2 separate regions of the Zea mays genome follow, and region 2 is linked to region 1. Evidence: chromatin contacts called from public Hi-C data. All regions are on one chromosome and are shown on one strand. The core of a region is the stretch at or near the end of the contact, and the rest is flanking DNA. Distances in the headings are between cores, read along the strand shown. Region 1 holds the start of LOC100281247. Region 2 holds the start of LOC100278607.

Region 1 (4,798 bases), core at 345-2,844:
CGATTTTGATAAATGTGGAGATAAATATCTTATCCTGATATTTAAAACACTGAAATACACACTTTTTTGTAACGAATAAACAAATGCTCACTGTGTCCGGTGAAGAACTGCAGACACAAGGTACAGCACACCCTTTTCAAAGTACAAAGGTGGAGCCTGATCTGTGCTAGTACCTGCGAGAGCGAGGGGCCTAAATGCTCTGTCGACCAACTTGTGCGTAGCTGCATGTGGTAAACGCGGTGTGGATCTCCTAATCACAGCAATCGCCTCTCGTCAGACACACACACTGTTGATTGATGGAGTACGCTCAAACACGGCACTCCTTTCCTTTTGGTGTTTCCAGGGACCTTGTCCGTGACGAGGAAGTGGCCCAAAAGGAAAATATCCTCTCCTAGTTTGACGAGTCACAGTTCATGTAGTATGTATTTGTCCTGGAGACACACCTGGTGTTGGCTGCCTCGAGCTCTCAAGATATGGATTGATAATTTAATTGAAAACGAGTTCGATTCTCGTATGAAACGAAACGGGAAGAGTAGTTCACCGTCCGTTTCGAAATGGGAGCCTCAGATTTTGATTTACATACAGGCAGCAGTAATTAGTAAACGTACAAGGACAGGCAGCACAACGAGGTGCGGTGCGGTGTCATCAATTAGGTAGGAGGTATAATTCTACGTAGGAGTATCAGCGATTCTGATTCTGAACGTATCGTCGCAACTCACGCCCTGTCTTGCCGGCCAAGCCCTGACGACGACGAGGAGCCGCCGCCGCCGCCTTGTTGGCCGAATCCTCCTCTGCCTCCTATTGCCATGTGATGCTGTTGATGTTGCTGCTGCTGCTGTGGCGGCTGAGGCGGCGGCGGCTGTTGCTGCGGCTGCGAGCCGCCGTACATGGGCTGCCCCATCATCATCATCATCATGCCGCCGGAGCCAGGCGCGCCGTACCCGGCGTACCCGGCGGCATTGGCGGCGCCTCTGGGCAGCTCGCCCTGCTGCTGCTGCTGCTGCGAGCCCGAGGCGCCGGCGGACGCGGCGGCCCTCTCGCCCTCGATCTCGCGGAACTTGTGCAGGTAGTGCTTGAGCGGCTCGACGTAGTCCTCGAAGCCGAGCGTGGTCATGGCCCACAGCAGGTCGTCGCCGTTGATGGTCTTGCGCTTCTCGCGCTGGCACTTGTCGGAGGCCTCGCCGGTGATGAAGGAGATGAACTCGGACACGCACTCCTGCACCGTCTCCTTGGCGTCCTTGCTGATCTTGGCGTTGGCCGGGAGCGCCTTCTTCATGATCCGGCTCACGTTGGCGATGGGCAGGAACCGGTCCTGCTCCCGCGGCGACGACAGCTCGCCCCCGGCGTTGCTCGGCCCGCCGGAGTCGTTGTCCGAGTCCGGCATCGCTCCGCCGCCTCAGCTCAAGGCCACCGCCGAGGGAGCATGCATCAACGCGACAGGGGACACCACCTGGGCTGGGGATGCGAGAAGAACAGGAGCGACGAGAAGGCTAGGAGGAGGGAGGGAAATTTGGCGAGTCTCTGCGTCGGCAGCAAAGAGATTTGCATTTGAAGGAGCTGCTGCTGGAGAAGAGCGAGCGAGCGAGCAATGGAGGGAGATGGGCGGGGTCCGTCGGATCGCGCGGATAAGAACGCATTCAGCTCTGAACGTGGTGCGCCTCCCGCCGTTCGTTTCCTGATAAGTGTGTGCCACCTGGCGATTCCGCCTCCGTGGATGCGCGCCACCTAGGATCCATCCAGGCCGTCGCCGCGGGCCCGGGAACACGTGGGACGGAGCCCGGTCCGTGAGATGCGCAAGTGGCCGGTTTGCCACCTAGGACACTGCACTCGGTCCAGACGTAAAAAACCACCACAAGACGTGAAACAAAAAAAACCGTACTGACTTCAGTTCTGATGCAGATGAATGCAAACTGGATTTTGCAGGGAAAACATACAATACCAACCCCCAATAAAGCTCAATTTCCACAAGGTAATGTTTGGATTCCCGTATTCCAGATCTCCAGTAGTCCAGTGCTATACACATCAAATCTAAGCTACGCATAAGCTATCATACAAATACAAGAGTTAAAGCGTCACTGATAATCTCTCAACTGGGGATCCTAAATCAACTTCTACGATCTACATAACCGGGGTCCTACTCCACCTCCCTTGCAATCTACATCCATCTCATCACACAGGGCTTCCTTCAGCTGCGCCATCGCTGTTGCGCCCTTCACGTCAACATCGGTCTTTCCATTCCCAGCAGCAGTAGTACCATTCTTGCTTGAATTGGCGTCAGTTTTGGTGTTTTCATTGTGCTCAGCATCTTCCGCTTTACTATTGCCGCCACCGTCTGCTTGACTTTGTTCCGCTTCCGCATTTATATCGCCTTCTCTAGCTTCACCGTCTCCATCGCCAAGGATTCCTACACTTGCACTGTTCTCATTGTGGCTACATTCCTGAGCCTTGTCATCTTCGGTATGTTCTGCGCGTTCATTATTTCCATGACCGTGAGACTCTTCAGCTTCTGCATTGCTACCAACATTCCCACTCCTGATTCCTTCATTCCCACCATCTTCAGTGCCATTGTTTTCTCCATTTCTGGCATCTCTCACTTCTCCATCTTTTGACGCTTCTAGGGTTCCAACATTGCTCTTCATAGTCGTCTCAGCTTCGACGTTGCTTGAACCCTGTAGTTGTAAGGTACAATCAGTGTTTGCAGTGGGTGCAACTGCGACCTTTCCACCATTGCCATCCTTAGTTATGTTTTTATTATCATCATCAACTTTGTGCTCTTCTGAACCTTCAGCAGCGTAACAGCTGTTTTCATTGAAACCATACTCCACAGAAGCCCCACCATCGATACATTTCTTGTTAGCACTGTCATTTGCGTTCTTTAGACTGTCTTTGGTGTTGCTATCTCGACCATCTTCAAGTACATTTTGCTCGTTGATAACCAATTCAACTGTTTGAACTTGTGCCATCTCCTTGGCAGCTTGCTCGGCTCTAGCCTTCGCCTCTGCTGCTTCCGACTCTTCCAGTTCCTTCTTCTCTGCCTCGTCTGCTAGCCTAAAGAGCTCCTCTTCTATAAGCGACCTTATTAGTGGCTTTCTCTCAAACAGATCCTTGCCAAAGTATTTGTCTGAAGATACGAAAGCATGTCAGAAAGGTCAACCAGCTAAAAAGAAATGAACGTTCAGGCTTCATAGGTGCCTTGACATCATAACACGACCAAACATGTCTTGATGTCTGCAAGGATAAGATATAGAAGGACTCTAGAAAATAAGCAAAGACATACCGACTTCTTTTACAACATCGCCAAAGGTCATCTGGAAAAGGCGAACAGGAAAAAAGACAGACAAATGTAAACTACAGGAGAAATATCACAAAACAATTATTGTATCTTATAACCCAACAGACAAGTTAAGGATAAATGATGTACAGTGTATCTCACAGTGGCAAAGTCCGCAGTATCCAAGATAAGAAAGACAGCTTCCCTCAGCTCATCTTTACTTGGTTTGATTACTTGTTTTCGAGGCTTTGTGTCTCCTTTAGACTCCCGATTACCTTCAACAAAAAAAGAACACAGCATTTTCAAAATGACGAATTAGTAGTCATCTAACCTGTTAGAAAAGCATTAAGCTTGCATAATCATGTAGGCAAAAAGGATATCATAGGAACACCTAAGAAACCTAGCAGTTGATAACAAGAGGCAGCGGTGGGTGGTGTTGAAGAATGGTTTCAAGTCTCACTCTCCTTCAAACAAAAACTACACGTTTTTTCCTTTGACCTCAGCAAAACTAGTTATTACTTGAAAGTTAACACCAGCCTATAGTTAGATTTCAAGATTCATCCTTTCAAAATTGTTCACAATTATAACCAATTATGTTGATGTTCTATAGTCAATATAGTACAAGCACTGTCAACTACACAGGTGCATAAGTAGCAGCAAGTCATCCAGAAGCATACCACACAATTTGACTTTGCAATCTTCCTTAGAAGTCGTTTTTTTCTTGGCAATAGAAGACATTTTCCTTTGTAAAGCCTTCACGTCAGTACTATCATCCTCAGCAGCTGTAACAAACTTTGTAGGTGGTGTGGTTATTATTGCTTGCTCATCTGTAGGAATTGGCGCTTCACTGAGTGATGCTCCATCTAAATTCTCTGATACAGAGTAATTTATCCTCCCAGAAGGCTCAAAGTTGGTCTGTTCATTTGGGAATTTTCCATTCTTACTATCAGCACATGAATATTTGTTGTCCAGCAAATCACAGTCAGAATGTTTTACTCTATCCTCTGCTTCCTCTTCACCCTCTCGTTTCTTTTTCTGTGTAGTCCAAAATAAATAATTAGGGCAGGGCAGACTTAGTGCCGGAGGAGAAGGAATAAACCGAGAGAAGCCTTCCTCGCAAATGCAGAGAGGCTGCTTCGAACTCGCGACCCGGTGACTCAGTGAGACAACTCTCACCATTGCACCAGGCATGCCCATCTCCAAAATAAATAATTAAATAAAGGTAAAATTAATTTATGCTAAAGAAAAGGCTAGAAGATTTTGCAGACCATGATATATATAGTAAACCCTAAGGTTGTGGCTAGCAGATTGTGCATATGGCTGTGCAAAACACTATTTTGCATTGCATACTGCACTGTTCAAAGAGTAGACTTTTAAATAGACGGTGAGATATATTGGAGGATTATGTATCCATTCTATTGTAATGGGTCTTGGCCTAGCATGGTATCGAGCTATTATTCTTCCTCCCCCATCCTCACCCTGCCGCCGGACCTCCACAGCCGTCGCCGACCAACCGGAGCTTGCTAG
Region 2 (4,490 bases), core at 27-2,526, 520 kb before region 1:
GACTTGGAGACATATAATCTGGTTGGTTGTCCAGCCATCCTTCATCACCATTATGCCCTCTAATTATGTTGTGAAATGCAATGGCTGCAACAACGATCTTGATTTGGTTTGCTATGGGATGGAATGTCCCTACTTTTAGAATCGGGAACCTTTTCTTAAGAACACCAATGGCCCTCTCTATATGGTTGCGGAGAATTGCATGGCGATGATTGAACAACTCTTTGTAGTTTGCATAACCACTTTGTGATGAACGACGTCTCCTAAACTGACTAAGATGGTACCGAACTCCTCTGAGAGGTATGGGATTATAGCAGGGAGAATAACAAAGAACAGTTCGTCATCATCTTCTTCCTCCTCCAACAAAAACCGCCTAACATGCTCCTCCCAAGAACCCATTATCTAGAAACATAAAATTTAATCATGCACTTGTATAACTGAGCTACCTATCATATAACATAAAAAATAAAAATTTAATCATGCATCTAGCCATGATATAAGCAAGTAATATTGAAAGCAATAAGCAATAAGCCAATCAGGCGTGTGTGGTCGTTTGCTTTGATCGACCTCCTGCCATCACCTCATACTCCCACGACCCACCCAACAAAAACTGTATGCACCAATTAATCCAAAACAAACTGCTGCACTATCCTCTACCGCGGAAATCCAAAAAAATCAGTTTGCCATCTCGGGCACATGGTGCTAACCACTGGTTGGTCAAACTCCGCGATCCTCTACCGCGGAAACCAAAAAAAACTGCTGCACCATCTGATGGAGAGTCTGCTGATGAGCTCAAACCGCATGGCACTGGAAGCAAGTAATCCATTTTTCTTTTTTTCTTTTGGCAAGCTGATGACACTGGAGCAAAACAACAGATGAGCAGAGTAATGGCATACTAACCAGCTAGCAGGTTTCCTTGGACCCGGCCTGCGAGGGAGGAAGCATGCGACAGTTTTATCTCTGCACCCACCGAATAAGCATTTGATCTGGGGATTTGACAGCCGCTATGGTTGGGGACCGACCGAGGGAATCTGCAGATTTGGGAGCGTGTGGGGATTTGGGAGCGTGAGGGGATCCGCTACTTGGATTTGGGAGCGTGCGGGGGAGGTGTAGGAAGGGGAGAAGAGGGAGATCCGGTAGGGTTCACGTACCTGTGATTTGGTAGGGTTCGACATAGCTCGCGTTCGTCGTGCGTTCAAGAAATCATCAACAGCAACAGAGATAGGACGCCGCCACCATCCACGAGATGAGGAATAGACGAGACAATCGGAGCGATGGTTGTCCGACGTCCAGAGGCAGGGCGTCTTTCCACGCGGAAGCTGGGCTCGGGGTGGGCTGATGCCCCCACGGATCCGCCTTCCAAACAGGGCAAATTTTTTGCCGGTGGAATATTGTCACGTAGGCTGCTGGCACAGGGAAAAGGCTGGGTTCCCAGCGGGGAAATGGGCTGCCAAATCAGCCCTAACATGGATCATCAGATCCGCTCACTTTCCTTCCGTTGACAGATTAGACGCTAGGAATCGTAGAAGTCTGTCTCCCTTTCCAGAAGCACGATAGAGAAAACACACGAAACACATGGACGTAGGGTTGCCGATTTTTTTTGTCTTTTTAACCATTTTTTCACAAAAATTTACATTTAGACCCCTGGATGACTTATTTCTTTATTTAGACCCGACGCTCGGTGCCATAGGACGCCGAGCTCTTACGTGGTGGTGGTGGCTCCCGGCGGCCAGGGCTGGCGTGGCGCCGACACGGCCTCCTAACTTGATGCCACAGATCTTGGCGCTGAGCTAGGGAGGCCTATAAATCGGTCGTTCTGCTGGCCGAGAGGAGCTCATTTCCCCTCCATTCAAAACTTCTTTAAAGTTGCTCCATCCAAAGATTCGAGTTAGAATACTTTGTAGACCAAGGTATGGTGTCTCACTGATTCGTTTTGTATATTGTTTTGTAATTTTTCGATTATTAGTTTTCATTGTTGCTCCTAGGATAGTTTTTCGATTCACATTTGATTTGATAGTTTGTGAAATCTGATTATACTGTGTATTATGTACTTGTGTTAATATATAATCGTTTCTTAGACGAAAGACATGTACCGGGAGGCGTTGTGGCAGAAGAGAGATCGTCATCGGGAGTTATATCCGGATGTATCTAGTAAGGATGCTCCTGTTCCTCCTGAACTTCTTGTGCCTAACTATGATTGTGGCAGACTGGCTTGGGTATGTCAATCCAAACATCCAGACACAGCTGCTCGCTGCTTCTACCTTTGTGGCAGTTTTAACGTACGTACCTTATGACTTGTGAGTTAATATTGTTTACTAGATGTGTAATAATGCTTCGTTCCATTTTGTAGGAGCACCTGAGGTGTTTCTTTTCCAGTGGATCGACGGTCCTAATAAATTTGACCCTCGATATCTTCTTTTCGCTAATTGGTTGTGTGGAAGTACTAGTCATGAGCGTTTTAAGCGTTGGGTACCTCCTTCCCTGAATCCTCCACCAATGATGGATGTGGAGAAGGATGTAGCAACAGAAATACGAATGGACTCACCGCCTCGATGCGATTGCGGAGATCGTGCTGTCATCGATGAGGACACTGCGAAGCACTTTGTGTGTCCGAACATTGATTATGTGAGCTCATAACAAATGACTAAACTTTTGTTATTTTGTGCACAAATTTACTAAATTATTCTCTTGAAGCCATATGAGTGGCGTAAGTGTCATTTCATAGAGTGGTTGTATGGTCCTATGTCCTATTGGCTAGAACCAGAGGCAAAGGAAAAGAAAAAAAATGAGTGGGTGGAAGAGTTGAAGTTTGATCCAGTACTCTGCAAATGTGGTATTGAAGTTAAGTATGGATTAGTTCCTTCCGAGCTTGGTGTTAGCTATTTTTGTGGACATATGGTAGATTACAATGAGGTTGGTATTTATTTTTTGTTTGCATCAGCTGCAATGTTGCATCTGTACTTACTCTTTTTTTGTAGGAGACGAGAAAATGCGGTTGGAAGAGTTACGACGACAAAGGAGAGGTGATATGTACAATAAAGTCCAAGAGACTAATGGGACAAAACATGCGTTGTGGATCTCAGCTCGTCGATTTGTACATTAACGATCGCATACAGGACATGCGTAGGTTCACAAAATCGACGAGTTTTGATAGCCCGATGCGTGCAAAGCAGAGAAGATTGAAGGTGGCAAATGAGAAGAGAGCACAGAATGCAAGGGAATCGAAGGCGACTAGAGCCGAGAAACAGATGTAGGATAATCTCGCTGATCGTCTTAAGGAAAGTGAGTGAGAAAAATGACATGATAGTTTTGTTTGTACAATTTATTTATCCTGACTTTGCAAACTTATTTGTCTCATTACATTTGCAGAGATTGGATGTGTCGTAAACTATATCGTAGATGAGGCACGTGCAAGATACGTTCAGGAAAAAATGGCGACGGTGGAGCTGATGGAGGAGGAGGAGGACGACACATCAAGGTTGAGTGAGCTTATCGCTCTCGCTGAGGCAGGATTACATGGGGAAGAGGACGACACATCAAGGTTGAGCGAGCTCATCACACTAGCTGAGGCAGGATTACGTGCTCAAGAGGAGGAGGACGAGTTTATGTCTTAGGCCGCCGAAGAGATAGAGGCCGCTTATTACAAGCAGAAGTGTGATGAGGCTGAGGCTAAGGATCAGCAATTCTCCCAAGCTGCAGATGAAGCAGAAGCCAATTATTACAAGAGAAATGCGGAAAAGTGTGATGCGAGACAATGCAACAAGTGGAACGAGGTTGTCGTTGAGGATTGCACGATAGATGATTCGGAAGATGAGTTACTTATAAATTGTGATTCTGATTGAACAAGCTAGTAGTGTGTTATGTAGTACTTTCATATCCAAAATGTTTTAGAACCATAATGTTTCAGATTCGTAATGTTTCTATTGCATTGTCATGTTTTTTCCAATTCACAAAAAAATTGCAAGAGTTCCCCTTGTTTTTATTAACAACCATAGTTGAAATAATCACATATGATAAGATATTAAATTTTCAGCATATAATATATCACAAATAACACAGAACATCACAAAGTCCACATAACATAGTCCTTAATATAAGGTCCACATAACATAGTCCACATAACAAAGTTTACATCACAAGTTCCACATCACAAAGTTTTCATCATAAGGTCCACATCACATAGTACTCACTTCCTCCTAGTCTTACCCTTGCCCTTGGCCGCAAGAGCGTCGGTGCCTGGAGTGTATGGGTCACGTGGACACCGTCTACGTGGTGTGAACTGTGACAGCTGAGTTGTGGGAGCGTCCTGCAGCTGGGACGGTCCAATCACGTCTTGACCTACGTCGTGTCATCGTCGTCATCATCATCGTCGTCATCGTCCACGTCTGCAAACGTATCCAGCGTCGATCGCGAGGAGCTCTAGCTAGCTGCAGAAGGTCCAACTGCAGGAACAGGAAGGTCAATGTCCGGCTGCATAGGAGGCACAGACAGCT

The links. Hi-C and Micro-C count contacts between places; a contact is called where the count stands out from the background.
Region 2: a Hi-C map of ear shows a contact between it and region 1, with 2.7 times the contacts expected there. The contact joins the promoter of LOC100278607 here to the promoter of LOC100281247 in region 1. A contact is called at or near these places in 2 of 25 Hi-C or Micro-C datasets (ear and leaf).

The regions. Positions count from the first base shown.
Region 1 is chr1:72,835,306-72,840,103 of Zm-B73-REFERENCE-NAM-5.0, reverse strand. It overlaps LOC100281247, which reads right to left and starts at 1,594. Exons shown (of 1, transcript NM_001154166.2): 1 at 600-1,594. The coding sequence starts at 1,384. The coding sequence ends at 716. LOC103636280 reads right to left here. Exons shown (of 10, transcript XM_008658646.2): 7 at 3,949-4,306; 8 at 3,434-3,546; 9 at 3,278-3,308; 10 at 1,927-3,121. The coding sequence ends at 2,112.
Region 2 is chr1:73,354,821-73,359,310 of Zm-B73-REFERENCE-NAM-5.0, reverse strand. It overlaps LOC100278607, which reads right to left and starts at 1,276. Exons shown (of 5, transcript NM_001151829.1): 1 at 1,149-1,276; 2 at 898-1,028.